Regions from separate parts of the Lactuca sativa genome. Here region 2 is linked to region 1. A link is a contact called in public Hi-C data. All regions are on one chromosome and are shown on one strand. The core of a region is the stretch at or near the end of the contact, and the rest is flanking DNA. Distances in the headings are between cores, read along the strand shown. Region 1 holds the start of LOC111900564. Region 2 holds the start of LOC111877393 (zinc finger A20 and AN1 domain-containing stress-associated protein 5).

Region 1 (5,361 bases), core at 254-2,753:
GTCTTCGATACTCATCTGATTGAGAAAGGAAATGAATGAAGGTGGTCAAAAGAGGTGGTCCGGTGGTGGTTGAGCAAATCGTGAGGAGAAGGAGCCCATTTTTCTGACGATCCTCTTGGCCTCCTTGACTTCGTCGCTGATAGCCACATATCGAGGGGAAGGAAAGAGAAAGTGGTGAAAGGCTCGACGATGGTTGAAGCGTCGAAGGTGGTGGCGAGAGGGTTGTTCTAGTGCTTCTCTCAGTTGTTTTCCCTTTTTGTCGGTTGTTATGCTTCAAGGGAGGCAACAACGATCGAAAGGGGGGATTGGGGTGGTGTTACTTGACCGGAGGAGGGCGGAGGAGGGTTGTGAACATCGATAGGAGTTGTTGAGGGGGCTACTCTGGTGGCTCCTTCCTGTTGTTTTCCTTCTCGTCGCCAGTTGCCGAGTCGTGTAGCAGTAACAATGATCGAAGGGTGTTTGGCAGGTGTTACTTCGACGAGCAAATGGTGAAGAACAAAGGAGTTTGTTGCCTCCTCTTGGCCAGAAAAACAACTTCTGATGGAGGTTACTTCCATTCAAGTGAGAGAGACAAAGAGAGGGAGTTGAGAGCGAAGGGTAGTGAGAGAAAGTTAGTGAGAGAAGAAAGTAGCTTCTAATTGAAGCATTTTTTTTTGCATTATTGAAAAGTCAATCTGACTTTTTGGTAGATATTTTGGCAATTAAACATGTGCCAAGTATTTTAGCGATATCGTTTCATTTTTTGATTCTCGTGTCGATAGATCCCGGCATGTAAAAATTTTGTGAATGTGCATGCTTATTGTCCCGGTCATGGTGATTCCAAAAATCTCGATGGAATTTAGTTCTGATGTACTAAACTTCGGAAAATAGCGTTTAAAGTTGCACGATTAACTGTTTCAGATTCGACAAATTTTACGAATTCGTTTTTTCTCGAGATTAAGAATATCATAAAAATGAAATCAAATAATAGACAATAGTCTGAGTTCAAAAACATGCTCAAAAACAATTTACGAGGTTCGAAACAAAGCAGTGCAGAATTCATTTCAGGAAATCAGATAAATATTGATTTTATAACTTGAAATGAGTGCAACTTCCTCATACATATGTTTTTGACGTTCTTTATATCCATAGAATAAGGAGAACAAAATTTTTTCAAATTTCTTATCTATAGCTCTCAAGTATAATTAATGCAAAAAAATTAGTTTTAGGGAATTAATTAATACCCATTTTATGAATTGTTTTCTAATCGTTAACGACTGTTAATTTTTAACAATTTAAGGTATTCTATATGCAATTTCAGATATAATGACTTCAATTGTATTAAGAACAAAAAATACTACATAAATATGTCGTTTTTATAGTTTTGTTAACTGTAGTTTGACCGATGAATTTTGACATATTATTGTCAATTGTTAAAACTTAAATGACCAAATTAAAAATTAAATGCCTAAACGAACACAAAACTAAAAATTCAATGACCTTTCAAAATTAAAATTAAGGGGAAAAAAACCCCAAACCCTGTAGAAAATATCAAGATAGGGGTAAAACCGAATGCCATAACCAAAGTTGCAGGCTGAAGTACCGGAGTCCTCTCTCCCGCAGACACAATGGCTTCCACAATCTCTCGCAGACTTGCATCCAAGATCCTGAACCCTTCTTCCTCCCCCGCTCTCTTTTCACTATACCCCACCTCCTACCGTCTTATCCCTGATGATTCCCATCGATCCTTCTCAAACTCTACCCCCAATTTCACTACTTTCAATCTCCCATCATCGTTTCCCACAATTCCAGTTGGCACTAGTCACGGTTTAATTAGATCAAATACCAGTTTCAACGCTAGTTTCAAAATCCAATCGCTAAACCCTAATCTTTATCAAAACCCCAAGTGTTTGTCAACCTCCATTCCGCAATCTGATCCTGAAGAAACTCAAAAACCTAACGAGAATCAAAGCCAAACCCTTGACGGATTCAAGCACCAAGAGATTACTGGACCTACTGTGGAACGCGATGTTTCTGCACTTGCTAATGAGACACGCCAAGTGCTCGATCAAATGACAAAGACAATTTACACCCTTAGCAAAAGTTTAGCTCTTTTGGGTCTGTTTCAATTGGGTCTAGGCGCTTGGATTTCGTATGTTACCAAGTCGACTCCTATCCCAGAAGTATCTGTGCAGAGCTGCTTGGCATTTGGGTTGCCATTTTCGTTGTCATTCATGCTTCGGAGGTCATTGAAGCCAATGAGTTTCTTCAGGAAAATGGAGGAGCAAGGTAGGTTGCAGATTCTGACTCTTACACTTCAAGTTGCTAAGAATCTGAATGTGTTTTTTGTGAGGTTGAATGTGGTTTCGTACTTGTGTATTGGCGTTGCTTCTCTTGGACTGCTTGTTATTGCACTATATTGATGGCTTGTATTGATATTTTTCAGTTTTGACAATACAATGAACCATATGTTGTTAGTAATTCAGTCGAAATCCCATAGTTTTCTACAATAAATATGAATACGGATTTTGAATCATGTGTTGGAGACAATGATCATATGATACGGGCAATTTGTTCAAGTATTTTGTTGCTTATGGGATTAACGGATTTATTGTTTTCTTTATAGTTGCATTCATAACTGTTAAATTATGATAGTTGCTAATTGGGATAGGGTCAGAAGCCGACTGAGTTAAAATCTCACCTGTTTGATTTTACATCTGATTGACTGTGTAAAATGATTATAATACCCTCAAGCAACATTTTTTATAAAAATGCCTTTAGGATTTACCATTTGACTTGTAACATACATTGTTTTATAAAAACATTCAATATGCATTAAAAAATAAAATAAAAAATTAAAGATTTAAACCATAAATCTTTCTGTAAAACAACTTTGCTTTACAAGAATCAACCAAAAACTCAAATGATTGAAACTTATTAAAGAAACTGAACTTGAAATCTTATAAATAAAAGAACTACAAAATACTTGCATGTTTCATAAGACTTCGGTGAATTACACTCTTAATTTATATGTATAAAGATGGAAGAAGGGCAAATATGAGCAAAATTAACCCAAAACAAGATAAAAATTGATCCACTAGAAACAAGATATTGTACACCTATTTATATGTATAAAGATGGAAGAAGGGCAAATATGGGCAAAACTGACCCACTAGAAACAAGATATTGTACACCTATACGTAATTCTCAATAAACAATAAGAAATATATATTTCTTCATTTTTCAATGTAAATTCAAGAATAGAATAACCACTTAATTATAAAAACCTTATCTTCAGGATTAGAATTGAAATCCCCCATAGATGGTGTGCACTTAAATTTTCCAAATTTCATTTTTTTTTTTTAATTTGCTACTCTTGATAATAAATATTTGGCATGTGCAAGCTTGACATCTGCTCATTATGTACATAATTCAAAATTTCAGATAAGATAGCAACATCAAGATGTTTAAGAATATCAAGAATTATCGGAAACGAGCTTTCCACCTGTCATAACATTAACATTAATAACAAAAAACCAAAATTTATGCGGATTAAAAAGTTAGAAATTAATTCACACAAAAAGTCTTTGAATCCTTTTTCTCATAGAGGTTCGCTAATGTTCATTTTAACAAACAAAAACTTGTTTATTCACTTCTCAACTTATTTGACCCCATGGTTTTTGGGGCACCCATCTAATTCCCAACTCATCAATCCAAGGAAAATCATTGGGATCATTAGTAACAAATTAATGAATATCTATGAATTGGAATCCCAATCATGTTTGCGATGCACCCATCTGTCGATTCGGTTTCTAAAAGGGCAAGAAGTATACAATAATCATACATAATCGATTGTGTCTCTGTCATTGGTGGTGTTGCTGGTGTGTGTAGTAGCGTCGTTGGTGGGTTGATGGAGAAGAATCAAAATTTGAGGGCAATTAAGGAACATGAAAGAAAATACAAAGTTCGCACCTTTTTTCCGAGGACCGAATCAGGAGAAAACTTCCGATTGAATCCAACTCTTCTGACCAAGTCCGATGAAATGCACCAAATCAAACATATGGACTGAAGGTTGCGGACTGACCAATTAGAAGGCTTATCAAATAAGCCCTTAGTTTCTTTTAGGGACAATGACACCGGAGCACGTTAAAGTTAATTTGTCGTCATAAAGGTTTTTTTTTACGTGCATTGGATCAAAATGAATAAATCGCAATTTTTTTTATCATTTTTAAAAAGGCTAAACAATGTGGGAGAGACTAGCTATTTTTATTTGTGTATGACCAAAATATTGTTAGTTCTCTGCGTCAAAATGGTGGTTTACTTTTTTCTGTCAAAAAATAGGCTTTGAGGTGACATGTTTTGAGTTTAGATGAACAAAAGATTTGGGTTTGAAGCTAGGTAACGAATCTTTTTTTTTAATATCCAGGAGAGCTCTAATGCTAATCGGTTAGTTTTTATATTTTAGTACTATTCGTGAGACTCATGTATTATTAAAATTTAAATTTATAAGAAAAAAATAAACAAAAATAAAATCTAACAATCTAGAAAATTTAAATTTATAAGAAAAAAATAAAATATTTAATTATTAAAATTGAAGTGTTTATTTATCTTTTAAATTTAAACTAATAATTTAAATAAATAAACAACTAAAATACTTGGATTCAATTTAGAACTTTAGAAATTATAAGGAAAGTTACATTAATGAATTAGATATATTTTCATTATTATATTTATTGCATTTAAGTATTATATAGAATTTAATAAATGAAAAAAACCACGAAATGACATAGATATAATTTAATCTAAAATTATCACAAAATACATGAAAAAATGACAAATGGCAAAATTATTTTCAAAAAGAAATTGTTAAGCATTTGATACAATGGGCTTGGGCTGTTTGGTATTGGCCGATGAAGATACTAGATTTTTATATCCGATTTTTTGTTCAACCTGAAATTTGATTTTTGGTTATAAAAGGGGCAAATTTTCTAGAAACATACCGCAAAAAAGCTGACAATATCAATATAAGTATGTGTTTGTTTGAAAGATTATTTGGACAGTGCCAAAGCTAACAAAGTTGTGTTTCAACATTTTTACCACCCATCGAAAAATACATCCATGAAGAAGAAGAAAGTTACACAAAGGATATCACATCTAATGATTGAAGTAGATGGGGTGACATTGCGGAGGAAGACACCATCCAAGAATTTTCGGATTAGATAACTTTGACAATCATTTGACGACTAAAAATAATTGTATAATTTAATTTTATCTGTCTTTTTGAATTTTTAAATCAAATATGATCAAGTAAAGAATATAAAAACTTAGATTTAATGGAATTATCTGAATTCCGATATTAATTTTTGACTTTTGTGTGCCTTT
Region 2 (5,113 bases), core at 2,565-5,064, 450 kb before region 1:
GATGCTCTATGGAAGGAAGTGTCGGACCCCGACTTATTGGGGCGAGGTCAGGCAGGGACTGATGGGGAGTACTGAGGTAGTACTTTCTCTCTCTCTCTCTCTCTATCTATCTATCTATCTATCTATCTCTCTATCTATCTATCTATCTATCTATCTATCTATCTATCTATCTCTCTCTCTCTCTCTCTCTCTCTTCTCTCTCTTAAATGTCACAAGGCTCCAACCCCACATGTGTAAGGGGTCTTCTTAACTCAAGTCATCACAAAGTCAATCCCTGAATAACTTTGCACCCTAACATTTCCCCCCTCAAAGTTAGGAATGGATGACTCGGCTTCAATCTCCAAAAAGAGCAACTTCACAAACGAATCCTCAAGCGTTACAAATGTAGAAATGAGCATCAAGTCTTCAAATCTTCAATGATTTTCCAATCTGGGTTCTGGAGTGTGAGACATTACAATCCGAGCATCAAAAGGTAATTTGAAGTGTCTAAATCTCCACAATCAATTACCTAACTTTAAGCATAAAAACACACCCCAAAAATCTTCATTATGTCCAAATCATTCATGAAACAGGAAAAAACCCATATCACTTTAGAATTTACAATTCAAACCAATTCATAAACTTCTTTTTCTCAAGGTCACATCGTTCTTCAAATTTGCCTAATATGAAAAATTCACAACTTTCGAATTCTCATATTCAAATCTCTCCCCCTTTTTATACTTGAAATATGATTATAAAACCGAAAAGTAAATGAGAAAACGCTCAATTTGGAATTTTCCATACAAAACTCCCCCTTGACACACGGCATAAACGTTTTGCACAAATCCAAGAAAATCCAAAAAATATAACAAAATTTTCGAATTTTTTACTTCCCGGACCGCCTTTGACTCGAAAATGGAGAAACTCGTTCGTATTGCTAAAAAATACTTGCAAAAATAATCATTTTTCAAAAAACAAGTCATAAGGTAGGAATAGTCTCTCTTTTCCCCTACTGTTAGCTTACATCAACATGCAATATTACCGTAACTTAAGCATAGAAGAACAATACAACTTACATCAACATGCAATACCAAGGGGTTAACATCAATATAGCTCCTGACGCTTTGTTTATGTCGATAGGTCGCATATAAGAGCATGTCAGTTTTCAGATAACATAAGATCGAAGAAGTGACGTATCATCAATATAAAAATAGAATGTGATTCTATAACTAGTAGTATTTGTAAGATATTAATTTTATTTGATGTTATTGTTAAGTATTTCTAGTTTTTTATATATATATATATATATATATATATATATATATATATATATATATATATATATATATATATATATATATATATATATATATATATATATATATATGCTTAAACATAATGAATGGTTATTGAAATATTGACAAATATTACGATAAATTAGTTTATTTCCAAAATAAAGATTTTTAAAAATAATTAATTATCAGAATATATTGAAGTTAATAATATTTTATTCTATATAATTATTGAAAATGTGATAAGACAATAACAAAAAAATATATTCATTAAATGGATGACCAAAGACACGCGTTAGGCAACTAGGAGTAATAATACAGTGTAAAACGGTAAGATAAGGTGTTATCACGGTGGTGCGATGAATATCACATTGTTTGATGTGTGGTGGTGTGTTGACCTTCTCTACGTAAAGACCATTTCATTGCATTCGTTCTCTTTTCTTTTCTTTTTCTATATGTTTCTTGATCTTGTATAGTTAACACCCATTGTTGTATATTTTCTTTTCTTTTTTTCTATATGTTTCTTGATCTTGTATAGTTAACACCCATTGTTGTATGTTTTTAGAGGCTATTTTCTATCTGAGAGGGTGAAAGGAAAATAATATGGTGATGACGTGGCAAAAAAAATGTTGTAAGAGAATATATATATGTTCAACACTTCGTAACTAACTTAGTTAATTTTGATTTTTTTTAAGTTGTCGTGTTTGATAACTAAAAAATAACTGATAACTTAATTTTTTTTAAAAAAAACTTTTTAGAATAACATTTTAACTAACATTTCAACTAGCATATTGTATTCTTTTTTATATTGTCTTGAATATATCTTGTAATAATAATAATAATAATAATAACATATTTTTTATATCATTTTATATAGGATGATGCTAATAAGACATCTTCCTTATACACCCCATTGACTATTTTATAAAAAATAAACCTATAATTAACTACTTATAATCAATTTTTTAAGAAAAAAAATGAAATTTCAACCAATATAACCATTAAAGTGTTCCATGTCAGATAATAACTGGTAGACCACCCTAATCATTTATAAATAAAATGCTATTATAATGTTACCAGTCAAAACTTCTTAACACTTCTTGTACAGCATATTTTAGAGTATAATTATTTCTTAAGAGAATAATCTTTTTGCAATATAAAAGTAAATCGTATCACAATAAACATTTAAAACCATATGGTTTCATGATGTTAACACCAATTTGATTGAAATTTTGAATTTTTTAAAGGCGACATTTTGCTAGAAATGCTTTTACGTTATGAAAGTATTAAAATGTGTCTCCTTGTTTTTCTTTTTCTTTTTTATAAAAAAAGGACAAGTTAAGACTTAAAATTACCGGTCCAACCGGTGCCCCACAAAAAAAGATGGACCCGATAATGACTCAAAACCGGGACAGCTTAAAAGCCTGTGTGCGTAGGTCCGATTCCGTCGCTATGCTTTAGGTGTCTTTTGTGGTCTTGATGAAGAACATGGTTTCATAATATGGATTATAGAACAATAGATTAAACAGATCAAGAAAATCAAGAAAATTGAAGAAGATCTTCCTTTCATTAATTATATTACACTAATTGATTTTGAGCACCGGATGATCAATCATACAACAATACTAATGAAACCTAATAATTGAATCTCTACCAAATAAAGCAGAACAATTCCAACGGGAGAATTTCAGATGATACTCGATCAATCAATCTATCTCATCTCCAAGCAGATGATTGAATTCAATAATTAATTTCCACAAGAGATGATAGAAACAAGAGATCGAGCGTTGATCTCGTAAGTTTATAAAAGTTTTTCGATCAAAGAAATCAAATTTGGCAAACATATGTAAAAATTTGTGGAAAATAATTTAATTTAAATTCTAACAATTTTTGCCGCTTTGACCACCGGATTGTCCCTCGCGATCGCCTCCCGACCGGCGGTCTTATAATCATAGGTGCAGTCATGACGGTCGGAGTAGCGGTGCTCCGCGCAGAATAGATCGCCACACCGGCACCGGAATCCGGTCAAACCTACCCTCTTCCGGCAACCGGAGCACCGATTTACAACCTTAGCCGTCGTTTTCTCCTTTGGTTGTTCATCAACCATCAAAACCGTCCGATCTACAACCAGATCAACCGATACATCGCGAGACGTTGACCTCGTCGGAGACCTCAAGGAGCCAGATCTACCACGAGTACTTCGTTGCGTTGACGTGGTTGAACTGGAGGTTGTGGTGGCGTTAAAGCACTTTTGACACATATTGTTTGTCGCCGGATTTCCAACGACGCCGCAGTTATTGATGCAGAGAGTCAAGGTTTCAGGTACAGCCTTGAATTCCGTCTCTTCTTTCTCAGTCCTCTGAGCCATCTTCAAACAGAAACCTTTAAAACAATCACAAATTTGGACAACGAAAACAATTCAATCACCCTGAGAAGCGATCGGCGTTGGAGAGATGAAAATTTTCAGTTGTCGTTGATTAATCGAAATGGAAATTTTGGGTTGGCGAGAGAAATGGAGGGGAGGGGGGAGGTTTATTAAGGGAAGGGGGAAAAGGGCTAATGGTTATCGCAAGGGACGCGTTATCATCATGCAAATTGTGACGTCAAATTACCATTTTACCCTCCAGGCATTTCATAAACGGTGGGGTCAGGGTCAAGCGCAGTAGGATTACTACGTCTGACGTGTTTATTACTCCATCAGGGCCCAATTTCGCCCGTGACAAAAAGCTTTGAAATTTTTTAAAATAAAAACTTGTAAGCAAATGTCTTTTTAATGTTTCAAACAAGTAAATTATAATATATGTTTTTATAACGTTATGCATTAAAAACTTAAAATAACCTCTAAGTTTAATCAAGAGCTTTATTTTGAAGAAGTTTTTTAATGCTTTTATCGTTGGAGTGAAAAAGTCTTTTATTTTTCTGAAGAAAAGCCTGTAAGAACCCGTCCTAATGGAAAATGTTCCATCCTTAGTGATTATTTTACCATTAAATGTCAAACCTGATCATTTGTTCATTAATCATTAGAGTTGATTAATTAAAATGAGAAATTAAATACCATTTTGTATTTGTATAAAATAATAACATGTGAAATTTATTAATTGTTTTTTTTCTTTTTAATTTTTAAACTTTATTTTGATAATTGTCTTAATATGGTGAGTATATATGAATAAAAACAAAAGTTAAGAGGATATATTTAACTTCACAGACAAAAACAATAATATGTCTTTGAACCGGATTCACAACTATTTTGTCGCCTATGATAGCGATGCGACCATGAGCTTGGTCACGGTGCATTGACTCATTGACCATTGACTTTAACAGTTAACCGTTGACTTTTAATCAATTTGAGTTTAGGTCAAACTTTGGTGGATTAAAGTTTTTTGGCTAAGGGTTGACCTTCGATTAGTATTGGTCATTTATTTACACCTAATGATGCTTTTGGTGATTGGTGTAGTTGTAACACCTGTTTCTCAGATACTTTTCATTCATAGCTCAAATATACATTTTTTCTTGAAAAAACGGTCCTTACGAATGAATTACATGGGGCGTAAGTCATTAAATGGATGCGGGGACTTTATGCTCTACACAGGGCGTACAATCCCTATGTCGGGCGTAATTACTCAGAACCCAAACCCTGGTTTTTTAGAGTCAAGACCATATTTAAAGACCTTAAGTCCCTTAAGGCCTCCCTTATCATCAGCCTCCATTCTCCCACGTTGTCATTTCAAAATCCTAATCCCTTGTGAGCTTGTTTGAGACCTTTTGTGTGTTCTTGGTACATATTGAAGAAAGAGAAGTATATCATTGTGGATTGGTGTGGCTCAAGCTTGAAGATCCAGAGC

Evidence for each region. A called contact is a pair of places that touch in the nucleus more often than the background predicts.
Region 2: a contact with region 1 is called in a Hi-C map of leaf, with 10 times the contacts expected there. The contact joins the promoter of LOC111877393 here to the promoter of LOC111900564 in region 1. A contact is called at or near these places in 4 of 4 Hi-C or Micro-C datasets (bud, leaf and seed).

The regions. Positions count from the first base shown.
Region 1 is chr1:171,608,747-171,614,107 of Lsat_Salinas_v11, reverse strand. It overlaps LOC111900564, which reads left to right and starts at 1,503. Exons shown (of 1, transcript XM_023896443.3): 1 at 1,503-2,515. The coding sequence starts at 1,608. The coding sequence ends at 2,402.
Region 2 is chr1:172,065,118-172,070,230 of Lsat_Salinas_v11, reverse strand. It overlaps LOC111877393 (zinc finger A20 and AN1 domain-containing stress-associated protein 5), which reads right to left and starts at 3,814. Exons shown (of 1, transcript XM_023873924.3): 1 at 2,820-3,814. The coding sequence starts at 3,639. The coding sequence ends at 3,145.